Linked DNA regions of Mus musculus: region 1 is linked to region 2. The links are chromatin contacts, called in public HiChIP or PLAC-seq maps. All regions are on one chromosome and are shown on one strand. The core of a region is the stretch at or near the end of the contact, and the rest is flanking DNA. Distances in the headings are between cores, read along the strand shown. Region 1 overlaps Tcf7l2 (transcription factor 7 like 2, T cell specific, HMG box). Region 2 overlaps Vti1a (vesicle transport through interaction with t-SNAREs 1A).

What was found. HiChIP or PLAC-seq counts read pairs in DNA pulled down with a chosen protein or histone mark.
Region 1: a contact with region 2 is called in an H3K4me3 HiChIP or PLAC-seq map of embryonic basal ganglia, with 3 times the contacts expected there. The contact joins two enhancer-like sites. A contact is called at or near these places in 1 of 15 datasets of contacts at CTCF or cohesin (the NIH/3T3 cell line), 1 of 484 Hi-C or Micro-C datasets (bone marrow-derived macrophages) and 7 of 115 datasets of contacts at active chromatin or transcription factors (embryonic basal ganglia, embryonic forebrain, embryonic midbrain and 1 more).

What each region holds. Positions count from the first base shown.
Region 1 is chr19:55,921,183-55,927,287 of GRCm38.p6, forward strand. Tcf7l2 (transcription factor 7 like 2, T cell specific, HMG box) reads left to right here. Exons shown (of 15, transcript NM_001331146.1): 12 at 2,714-2,762; 13 at 3,348-3,398; 14 at 4,795-4,867. Among named protein-coding and RNA genes, the nearest start is that of Gm52391, 14 kb to the right of the region's middle. Within about 2 kb of position 3,074, at least 34 of the 459 cell types and tissues checked have an H3K27ac peak or open chromatin away from gene starts, as enhancers often do. A contact at or near this core is called in embryonic basal ganglia, where this site is marked.
Region 2 is chr19:55,372,455-55,378,004 of GRCm38.p6, forward strand. The region is part of intron 3 of Vti1a (vesicle transport through interaction with t-SNAREs 1A); the gene reads left to right. Among named protein-coding and RNA genes, the nearest start is that of Vti1a, 59 kb to the left of the region's middle. Within about 2 kb of position 4,202, at least 12 of the 459 cell types and tissues checked have an H3K27ac peak or open chromatin away from gene starts, as enhancers often do. A contact at or near this core is called in embryonic basal ganglia, where this site is marked.

The DNA of each region.
Region 1 (6,105 bases), core at 1,824-4,323, 550 kb after region 2:
CCTTAGACACTGTCCAAAGCCTTCTGTGATGTGCTCTCTAGACTTTTCAGAAGGTTCCCATGGCAATGCCCTGACTTCCCCTTACTACTGCATGGGAAGGTAGCTGGCTAATAGGAGCCACTGAGGTAATGGGAGGGATAGTTTAGAGGCAATTCGGATGCAGGACTGCGGGAACTTGATCTCTTGGCTCTCAGGCTCCTCCTGTCTCGGCGTCTCGTCACACACGTGTGAGAGTGTGCGCTTGCTCCTTCCTTCTGTGCTCTAGGGAAGACAGTGGGGTCAAGAATTTCACACCTGAAGCCTCTGTGGGTTTGATTCTGGTGAGAACCGGTTGACAGGTCCTTTTTCACCAATTTGATGATGGAGCTTCTGCAGATAGCCACGGTTACCGTGAAGCCCAGGAGGTTCTACTGGGAAATGTGTCCTGAGTCAGCTCCTCCTGTCTTTCCAGCCAAGTGTGCCTTTATGTCACCACCTTAAGGAAGTACATTAGAATGAAACCCAATCTGTGTGCTCAGACTTGACCTGTCCTTCAGGACCCTAGGAGAAGCTAGCTGGGTACCATTGTAACAGCCAGTTGACCCCGCATCACAGTAGAGCATTCCTTCTTCCTTCCTGACTTAAAGGTTCTATGTGCCCACTTGTTTTCTTTCTTTTGTTCATCTCTTACGCTTTTTCTTGTTACAGTTAAAGAGGAAGTGGCCTCCACTTACATACTCATGTCCTCGTCCCATTAAAACCCCATCCCGGTCCACTTGGAGTTGGTAATCTGCACAGCACTTTGCTCAACCGTGGACATGTTCTCATTCCAGGTGTCACGGCATAGCAGAGAATTCTGTAGGGATGGCCCTGGAGTGTGTTTGCGGGTGATACAAACAGCCTCCTGCTATACTGTTTCTCTTGAGTCCCTTTTCTGGTTCCTAAGTCAACTGTTGTCAAGCCCACCTGCCCACTCAGAGAGCCATGTGACTTTTCCTTACCTTGTTTTCCCATTGCATGCCAAGAAACACAAAAGGATCTAGTGTATACCTGCACACAGGGCCACGGCACAGACAATACACTCAGATGTCTGAGAAGCCCTCTCTGAATATTTGGATTCATTCAAGCCTGACACAGCCATAGGGTTGCTACACATACATTGATCCTTCTCTCTTTGATGATGTCACTGCCCCAGGAAAGCCTTTAAGCCAAGGTGGCAACATTTAGAGAGTCTCAAGCATACAGGTCTGTAAGGCTGCAGGTGCCTCACATGGCCTGGAGAGCCTCCCTGCTGCCCTGCAGTTGGGCTGGCATACCCCAGATCCTTGCTCATTCATTTGATAGAGTCAGGCTGATGGGCGATAATGACGTAAGGCAGTCTCTCCATCCCTGCGGTATCAAAGAATGGCTTCTGTGGAGAGCCGCGTACTTCTACAGTACTTGGTAGAAGACGTGGTCTGGGACTGAAGCAATTGCTTTGAGACCATTTGGGTTTATTCCTGCCTCCACCTTGTCTTAGCTGTGACATCTCAAAAATATTTCCTAGCCTCTCTGTCCCTGTTTCCTTATCTGTGTCATTGGGAGGATGACAACATGTGTGTTGTGTAGAGCTGTTGCCGGTTTGGTCATGCCTGGTTTCTTATGTGTACTTGACAAATGCTGGCCATTGTTAGTGTTAGGAATGGCTGTTACAGTGAAAAGCTAGACTTAGAACAGTCCATAATTTTCATATTTGTTAGGAGCTAGCCATTCTCACAGCATGACAATATGGGTTATACAGACACCTCCTGGTTTGCCATGGTTAAACTTAGGATTCTTCAACCTCGTGATGTTGTGGAAGCGCACCCTTACAAGCCATTCTTCTTTCCACACTTAAGAAAGCATGCAGTCCGTGGCACAAGCCACTCAATGCTTTACACTAAGGCAGGCTTTCTGGTAGACAGCGTTGCCCACCTGTAGGCTACCTGTGTGCGTTTAAAGCAGGCTGGACTAAGGCATGAGATGCTGAGTGTTGGGCGTAATACATGCATCTGTGGGTTGTAATCTCTGTTATGGTTATGTTATGATATGGTTGTTGGGGTATCATCAGAGGAATCTGTAGCCGGCATAAGAGAATGAGAGATCCCTTCCCTGGGCTTATGCATGTCCGCCCTGCAGTTTTGAACTTCCCCATTGGCTTTCTTTTGTAAACACCCCCACCCCAACTCTGTACCATTAAAAAGAAAAAAAAAAAAAAAAGAAGGGTCACGCTCCATTTCTGAAAGAAACCATTTTGGTAGGGACACTTTGGCCTTCATAGTGAGAGACTGTGGGGTAGCTAGGCCAGCTGTGGACCACTGGAGGCTCCCAGGTTTCTCTACACCCTTGGAAGTGGACTCATCCTGCTTCCTGCTGTGGCTCTCCATCCCTCCCTGAATCTTTCTTGCCTCCTTCTCTTCCTCTTTATGGAATCAGATCCTCTGGGTTAGGTTAAAGATGGATGAAGGCCATGAGGTCTTATCATATCTACCTGCTGGGCCCCTGTTTTTCTCCCAAGAAATGTGTGTCTCCCCCATCCTACCCCTGCCTTGACCCCCAGCTAGGCAGTGTTCAAGGATTAGATTAGATAGATTTGGGAGAGAGGTAGTGATGGCAGACTGGTCCCCTCTTCTGGCTCCCCTGCCCTATGAACCCAGACCTCTATCTCCTTGTCTATTTCTTGGCCTAATCTCCTGCATTTCTTCTGTCCATCCAGGGGAAGAAGAAGAAGAGAAAAAGAGACAAGCAGCCGGGGGAAACCAACGGTGAGCGAGGAGAGTCAGGGAGGTGGAGGTTGGAGGACCACTCTTATGTCAGGCTTCCCTCTGGGGGAGGCAGGAGAAATCCAAGGCCAGGACATTGCGGGGAACCCATCTTAGGCAGCCTTTTTTGTTTATGTGTTTTTTAATTAATTGCTTCATGACTGCCCTTTTAAAGCTAGTAGCATCCATTGTTGCATGAAAAGCCCGTTGTAACCCTAGCGGAATGTGTTTTTAAATTAACTGCCAAGCCTGTAACTAGAGGGCCAGCGTCAGTCACGCCTCCACCGGGCTTTAGACAGCCTGCTTATTCTGTGTGTGTCTGAAGAGGGATGAGGAGGCGAGGGGGCCAGGAGGGGCGTGTGTGAGTGTCGGGTTTTAACTGGGCTGATCCTGAATGTTTCAATGCATGCCTTTACAGTGGTAAATTGCACCCATTTTAAATTAAGGAGGTTTGTCATTCAGTAGGAAGAAACTAGAAATACTGCATAGGCAATCAAGGTCCCTTGGAGAAGACCAGGTTTTGACAAAAACAAAAACAAAAACAAAAACAATTTTGAAGGCTTTGTGTAATTTGTTCTTTTTTTTCAGAACACAGCGAATGTTTCCTAAATCCTTGCCTTTCGCTTCCTCCGATCACAGGTGCTAATGTGCTTTTGAGTCGTTAAAATAGTTTGATAAACTGTTTTTTTTTTTTCATTTTTCTTGCCATCTATAGTCTTATTAACATTAAACATATACAACATTTGAACACCCTTTAAAACGATCATCTACATGGTTGCGTTATGTTTCGGTAGATTTTTTTTTTTTCCAGTTTTGCTTTCGTTGATTTTATTTATTTATTTATTTATTTATTTATTTTTACTTTAACTTCTGTCTCATTTTATCTATTGTTCCTGTAACAGTGGTTTATGCAGCATTGAACAGTGGTTTAGAGCTGAACTAACTGTGCAAATTGAATATGCAGTATTTCTTTAAAAGAGACTGATAAAGAAAACAAAAACGGAACAAACTCAGTAATAAACCTCCTTAATCTAATGGCATTTTTTTCTGTTGCCCCACTAAGTTTCCTCACGCCAGCATGCCATCGCAGTATGATTTTTTTCCTTTGCTTTTTATTTATTTATTTTTGTTTGTTTGTTTGTTTGTTCTTCCTTTCGCTTTTTTGGCTTTTATCATCTACAAATCTGCTAGCAGTTTACTGACCATGCCTGCTTCCAAGCCTGCTAGGAGCTCCTAACATTTAACAGCTCATGGCCTGTTTACCCTCTCTTCCCTCTTAATATTAATGAAAGTAGATTAAAAAAGAAAAAAAGAAAAGAAAAAAAAAGACATCCCAAAAGCTGCAATATCCCAATACCCACAACCTTTTTCTTTCTTTATTTCTTTCTGTTTTTGCTTCATTTCGTTCTGTGTTTATTTGTAGTTTTTATTTTTTTTTTTGTTCATTTGTTTCTTTTCAAAACTGTGGTACTCAGAAGAAAAAAGCATGTTATGAATTTAACCTTCCCTCGCTTTATTTTCTTCTTTGAGAAAAAGAAAATTAAGAGAGAGAGAGAAAAAAAAAAAAGCAGAACTAAAAAACAAACAGAGGAAAAAAAAATAATTGAAAGAGCAAGTTCTTGGCCGTTACCGCCTTTGGGCGGCTGGAACCGGATCTGACAGTCCTTGATAAGGGATACTGCAGCTTTATTTGCGACAGCTACTTGCACAAGTTGAATAAGTGTGATTTTTTTTTTTTTACTTTTTTTTTTTTAATTAAAGAAAGTTTAAAAAAAAAAAAAGAAAGAAAAAAGTCAATATTTTGCTATTAGTAACCCGGTCATTGATTTATTCCCTTTTTTTATTTTTATTTTTTTCTTGTTTGTATCTCTCTCCCCCCTCCCTTCCCCTTCTCTTGGCCTCCCTCTCTCTCCTCTCTCTCTCTCTCCCTGCCTCTTCCTCCTCCTCCTCTTCTTCCTCCTCCTCCTTCTCCTCCTCTCCCTCTCCCTTCTCCTCCTCCTCCTCCTCTGCTCGCTCCTTTCTTGAACTCATTCAGACCTGAGCGCTCCTAAGAAATGCCGAGCGCGCTTTGGCCTTGATCAACAGAATAACTGGTGCGGCCCCTGCAGGTGTGTATAGTCTCCCAGATTCGCTGTGCTGGTTTGCAGCTGTCTCTTCCGTTCCTTCCCACTCTGGCCTGTTGCTTTGTAGCTTTGTGTGTGGATCGTAGGAAATACCAGGGAGCGGGGACCCTGCCAGTGTGTGGGCTCCACGAGGGATGTGCTTGTCTGCCAGCTGCCGCTACCCAGAATGCCACTGTAAAACAGTGTGTGCCTCCTCAGGGCCGAGACTCAGACTCCAGCGTGCCCTCGACCAGGGAATGTTGCCTGCCAACCCCCTGCCTTGTGATAGCTCAGGATGTGATCATCCTGGCCTAGGTAGAAGCCAATGATGTCACCTCCACCCCTCCTCTTATCTCTCTCTCCTTTTGTTTATTTTTCATTGTTGTTTTTGGTTTCCAGTTGTTGTTTTCCTTTGTGTGTATGTGTGTGCGTGTGCATTTTGTTGTTTTATTTGATTTTTTTTTATTTTTATTTTTTGGTTTGGCTCATAGAAGTTCCTTTCTTTCAAACCCTTGATGAGGGACAGTTGTCAAGTAGAGCCAAGATGATGGAGAAGACAATTAGTGGAGGTCTCACATCCAACTGAACACGACCCACCATTGTGTTGTATTTTTTTTTTGTGTTTACCTTATGCTAACAGATGCAAATACGCCAAAGAAGTGTCGGGCACTGTTCGGGCTTGACCGACAGACTTTATGGTGCAAACCCTGCAGGTATATGACCATTCTGAGGTCTTGGGAGCAATCAGAGCCTTCTATCCTTCTGCTGCCTTAGCGGGTCGATTTATTTTGCCCCCATTCACATCTACTTTCCTCCACCGGCATCAATAACTAATAAACTCTCATTCTTCAGATTTCCCTTGCTAATTTCATATCGTTTCCTCCCCCGCCCCCCCTCTTTCCTCCCTGTTCTTGCAAAGAACATGTCCCTGGTGGCAAGGGCTGACAACCATGACCTTAACACACTAAGACAGGTACTGAAGCTTTTCCTTTGAAAGCCAGCATCTTGGAACTGGCCCGCCTAGTGAATGACTGGCTGTCCCGCATACTGAGCAGAGAGCCACTGTGTCATCTCCCTACCCGCACCCCACCCACCCCCAAGGTGTGAAAGAGTCAGAACTTGAACTTGGCAGTGAGCATTCCCACGCACTTTTTTTTTTTTTTAAGATGTTGGGATAAGTGCGTTGGGGCAGGCTGCTTTAAAAAAAACTAAAACAAAGTAACAACGGAAAAAAAAAAACCTGT
Region 2 (5,550 bases), core at 2,952-5,451:
CAGAAATCAGAAGGTTATTTAAATAAACAGAGCCAGTAGCCTTTGGCAGATAGTGAATCTGTGGGCATCTTGGGAACACTGGAGGAGTGGTAGGGCAGTCTTGACTGACGGTTGAGGAGTGAGTGTGACAACAGTAGGTGGTTACTGTACTAAGCTTTTCAAGGCCACTATGCCTCATGATTCAGATCAAAAGCCTGTGTCTTCCAGCCTCAAAATCTAGATTACAGATATGCCTTCCATTTCTGGATTGTAGTTCATTCCAGATTAAAAGTAAAATAGAAAACAATAACCAGGTTATAATAATGCCTAACATGATGTAATCGTCCCTTGTTCAACTGGAACACATTGATTAGCTGTGTAAGATTTTGCTCTGCGGTCACCATTCCCTTAATTCCATTTACAATCCTAGAACACAGGATTTAGCTCTATTCTACTTCCTGGTGGCCCTTTATTACTTGAACCGTACATCTTGTATTTTTCCCTTTTTAAGCTTGGTATGCTTGATCAAAACACTTTTCATGAGAGTAAACCAGAGGACAAAATCTATGCTAGGCTTTTTTGAGATTGCCGTTGGTCAATGCAATTAATCAGACTCTTCACCTTAACCTCAGGCAGACTTCAGTCAATGGCAAAGAATAGCCACATTCTTTACCAAAATATTACAAGACCCATCTCTAGGCTATATACTTAAATCCTTCTCCTCTGTAACCCCCACAGTTCAAATCACTCACTCTCAAGGGCACAGTTTTCCCTGTGTCTGCTAGTATGGCCCATTAAGCTCCACTTAAAGCAGTCCACAGCTTTCCAAAACCCAAATCAAACCAAATCACAGTCACATCTATCACAGCAATACTCCATTTCCTGGTACCAACTTCTGTCTTAGCTTGCCTTACTGCTGTGAAGAGACACAATGACCAAGACAATTCTTATAAAGGCAGCATTTAATTGGGGCTGGTTTACAGGTTCAGATAGAAGTTCAGTCCGTTATCATCATGATAGGAAGCATGGCAGCGTGCAGACGATGTGGTACTGAAGGAGCCAAGAGTTCTACATCTTGATCTGACGGCAGCCAGGAGAGGACTATCTTCTACACTGGCTGGAGCTTGAGAATAGGACCCCACCATGATGAACCTCCTCCAGCAAAGCCACAGTTACTTTAACAAGGCCACACCTCCTAATAGTACCACGTTCATTGGCCAAACATATTCATACCACCATAGAAAACATTTAATTGGGGCTGGTTTACAGGTTCAGAGGTTCAGTCCATTATTGCCATGGTGGGAAGCATGGCAGCCTTCAGGTAGACATGGTGCTGGAGAAGGAGCTGAGCATTCTACATCTTGATCCACAGGCATCAAAAGGGGATTGTGTCCCACACACAGGCCTTAGCATAGGAGACCTCAGAGTCCATCCCCACAGTGACATGCTTCCTCCAACAAGGCCATACATAAGGACACATCTCCTAATAGTGCCACTCCCTATGGGCCAAGCATTCAGACACGTGAGTCTGTAAGGCCCATACCTATTCAGAGCACCACAGTTTCTCGGTGTCAGTTACACAGAGCCCCCAGCATCATTTGTTTTTGGATGTGTGGATTACCCAAATTATGCTGTGAATAGCTTTTCAAAGGATACTAGGCATATTTCATAGAAAAATTATAGGTGTGTGAGTTAATTGCACTAATGTATGCCCTGCTTTGATAGCTGAGTTTAATACAAACAAAACATCTGCTGCACGACTTTGGCTTATCAGAGTATCATTTCCAGTGTGGGTGTTATTTCAGGTCAAGTCTGTGGAATTATTTCATTTTATACTCAGAAAGACTTTAGAGAGTTGGGCTTCTTTCACTGTGCACGCATACATTCAGATGCTGGCACTGACATCTGCACATTCTATCACGAGCTGATTTTCTGAATGATGTAACTCAATTGCTGATTGACAAGCCAACATGGTTTAGGACACAGCCACACCATATTCAGTATCAGTGTCTAAAGTCATAAACTACAAGCGTGTGTAAGCAAGTGGGGCCTTGATCTCAGCTAACTCCTGTGGCATTTTGAAATACCAGTGCTAGTCAGAAACCTTAGCCCAAGTTTGGAAATGCTGCAGGAGGAAATGAAGAAGTGCAGGTACCCGAGTCATGGGCCTGCCTGTTTTGCAAATCATTAAATGATGGAGCAGCAATGTGGTCAGCAGTCCTAGTCTAAATAAAAGTCTATTTTAGCGGTGCACAGCCCAGAGAATTCTTTTTCCATATGGATTGCATATGGGTTTGTGTGAGTCTCTGTGTTTATACATACACATGTAACCTCATAATGTGCATATAAATATTCACATGTGTATTATAGCTCACTCTAGAAAGCAATTAAGGAATGTGGTATAATTTATCTCATAATGTACAGCCAAAACATAAATACCAGTTTTAAACATGTCAAATATTCCTGAAAATACAAGTGAAAATAATGAGTGATTACGACTTTAAAAATTTTTTAGAAATTTAATTCTGTTTTCCTAGTATTTCATTCCAAAGAAGGATGAATTATCTGGTGTTTTTCCACTTGGTGGCTGTGCTTAGCAGTGGGGTGTGCTAGTATCTCCTCTCTGCTGGTGTAGATGAGGTCCCTAAACCTTCCAAGTTTATGCTGGATAGACAGAATACATTCCTGGATCAGTGAGGTGTCTCAGCTCAGAATTCATGTGGTAGGAGGAGAGAACTGACGCATGCAAGTTGTTCTCTGACCTTTATATATGCAGCATGGCACACATGCATGCATACACGTGAATGCACACGCACACACAATAAGTAAATAAATATGTAATGAAAATGAGAGTATGCATTCTCTTCACTGATACCAAGTCCTGGCAGCACGTGGGCCAGGCACTTGATGTTTAGACTGGTCAGCATCTAAACTGTCTCCTGAACAAGGACAACCATGCTTCATGGAATAATTCCTTAAAAGATTGAAACTTAATTCCTCTAATAATATTGGAGAAGTACAGTCAGGTTTTTTTATTTTCCTAAACCATCTGCAATTGCAGCACCATTTATATCAGAATTATTGAGTCCAATTATGGGGAGTTCCTCAAACAACTTTTGGTGTGTTGGGAAAGCGTCTTTAGGAAGGATGCAGTAATCAGTACTCTTAGTCATGTGTGTGTGTCAGCTTCACTCCATACTCTGTATTCAGAGGAACACGCTTCCTGTGGTTATCACAGCCAAAGTGTTAAGAAAGATTTACATTTGTTCATCATTAAATCCATGCACTAGCCGCAGGAAGTAATTGTTAAGATCACTGTTGTAGACATGAGGGTTGTGATGCTCCATGATCAAGATCACTGACTGACCGAGGTGCTGTCTGGGTTCTTTCTGTGCCTTTCCATCCTAGCAGCATGCCCAGGATCAGGCCATTGCTTACAAGTTTACTTTGCCTTTATCTGAACTGTGTAGGGTGAGATGTTGTCATAGAAGTTACTCTATGGATGGAAGGATGAACCAAGCCGTGGACAGATAGGAGTGTGGTTAGAAATCGAATACTTGGTGCCAAAGATAGATATATTTTCAAAACTACTAGCTGAACATTACAGTGCCGTGATGTTATTTAATTAGAACCGGGTAAAGTTAGGTAAGATGTGATGCCCAGCAGTCATATGGATAGGTAATAAATATAAATTCGTACTGTTCTGTAGATATCTCAGTGTTAATTACAACAGAAGCCGTTAAGTTCTTTGGAGCAGTTAAATTCTTTGGCTCTGAAAGCATAGCAGGTTTTAATAGGTGTATCACCTGGTAACCATGGGCATTATTAAATATAAGGACCTGAAAAACTTGGTAGAAGCAATGGAAAATCTGGACAGCATGAGTAGTTTGTTTTAGAACTATGGGGAAATCTGTTAACTACTGCTGCTATAGACCGATTTGATTAGGAAGTGGGACAAGCTGTTCCTTTCATTACACCAAAACCACATTGCACTTTGTATCAATTATTTGGCTGTCTGCAGCATGTAGATTAGAATGAAGGGCTTTCTCAGTGTTTGTGACCGTTGCAGATTGCTGATTAGTAATTAGAGTCCTGAATGAAGGAAATTAGGCCAAGATTGAATGGGAATGAGAAAGTCTTAATTCAGTCATACAGATGTCAGAAACAGCCCGTCTTGAACAGCAGCTCATTCAGTATAGTGGCATTGTACACACCCGTGGTGTTATTTGCTTCCCACGTAAGACTCAAGTCAGATGCCTTTGAGATGCTGTCCTCTCCTATGCCGTGTGATGTAGCTGGGTGGCTATTAATTTAGTGAAATATCCTGTCTGCCAGGTGTGGGAACTAGCTGATTTTATTGTAATACCAGATCATTACTTAATTCATATGCAACCAAGCAAGCGCATGGAAAGCATTATAAATCTATTTACAATGTGGCTGGTCTGATGATAACATTGCAGTAAATTCCCAGGTGAGGCAATTTAAGCAATTGCTTTGCCATGTGCACGCCATGGAAATTAAATTCTCATATACGCTTTAGTAAGAAACCAACCTCATTGTTACATTTTTGCTTGTGGTAGGCTGTAGAACCCTCATTCCAGTTGCAGATACTGTGTGTCCCATATAGAGTCATACAACAGGCAGTGCCAGAGATGACAACTCTTAAATTAATTTAATTTTTAATCAATTTAAACTAAGCTAATTCACGTTCTTCCCCGTTTTGCAGTGTGTGCTCCCAGACACATTGAGTTAGTTGGGAAATGTTGAGGTCTAGGTTAAGTAGTTAGGTTCTTTCAAGCCAAATTCTTAGACCAACCTGAACGAGTGTCTCTTTTCAAACTGGCCTTTAAGGAAACCATCCAACCAGTACGCAAACATTCTGTTCCTATCAACGCAAATCTCTTTACATCTGAAACTCTCACTTCCTTAGTTGCAGACTCACTTTGTCGTCACTGTAGAGTTGAGAGAGAAACTTGGTACCTCCAACTTCTCAAGGCAAACTACTGCTAATTTGCCATATTTTGCTCATATATGTTCTATAAAAATTTTAAACTGTATTTAGTTCATTTGAAGTATGAAGTATAAATCATAGAAAGAGTAAGGTTTACACGAGCATACAACTAAAGTGAAACAAGTGTGAGTGTGTGCATGTGTGTGAGTATGTGTGCAGGCGGTGTATAGTTGAAATTCTGTCAGTTGAAGCCTTGCACCTTATCGCATAGACCAGGAACTGCAGTAGGTTACACACTGCACAGACCTTCAGACTTCTCCTGAAGCCACACAGAGAGCACCCGTAGACAGTGGTAACTGACAACTAAGACTAAAAATGTTGACAATTTCTTGATTTGCCTGGTTAGCTTATGTATAGAAGTCATTAACTATTTATAAAATGCATTATGAATTGGGTTCCTTCAAACTGTAGCTGAATGTGTGACATTTCCAGCTCAAATTCTCATGCTTGCATTTGGCTAAAGTACAGATTTTATACTCTTAATAATAAAGTAAAAATATTTTCGGTTTATCAAGATACAATAAGGGTTTCAGTTCATTATCTTAGAATCTTCTAAAATA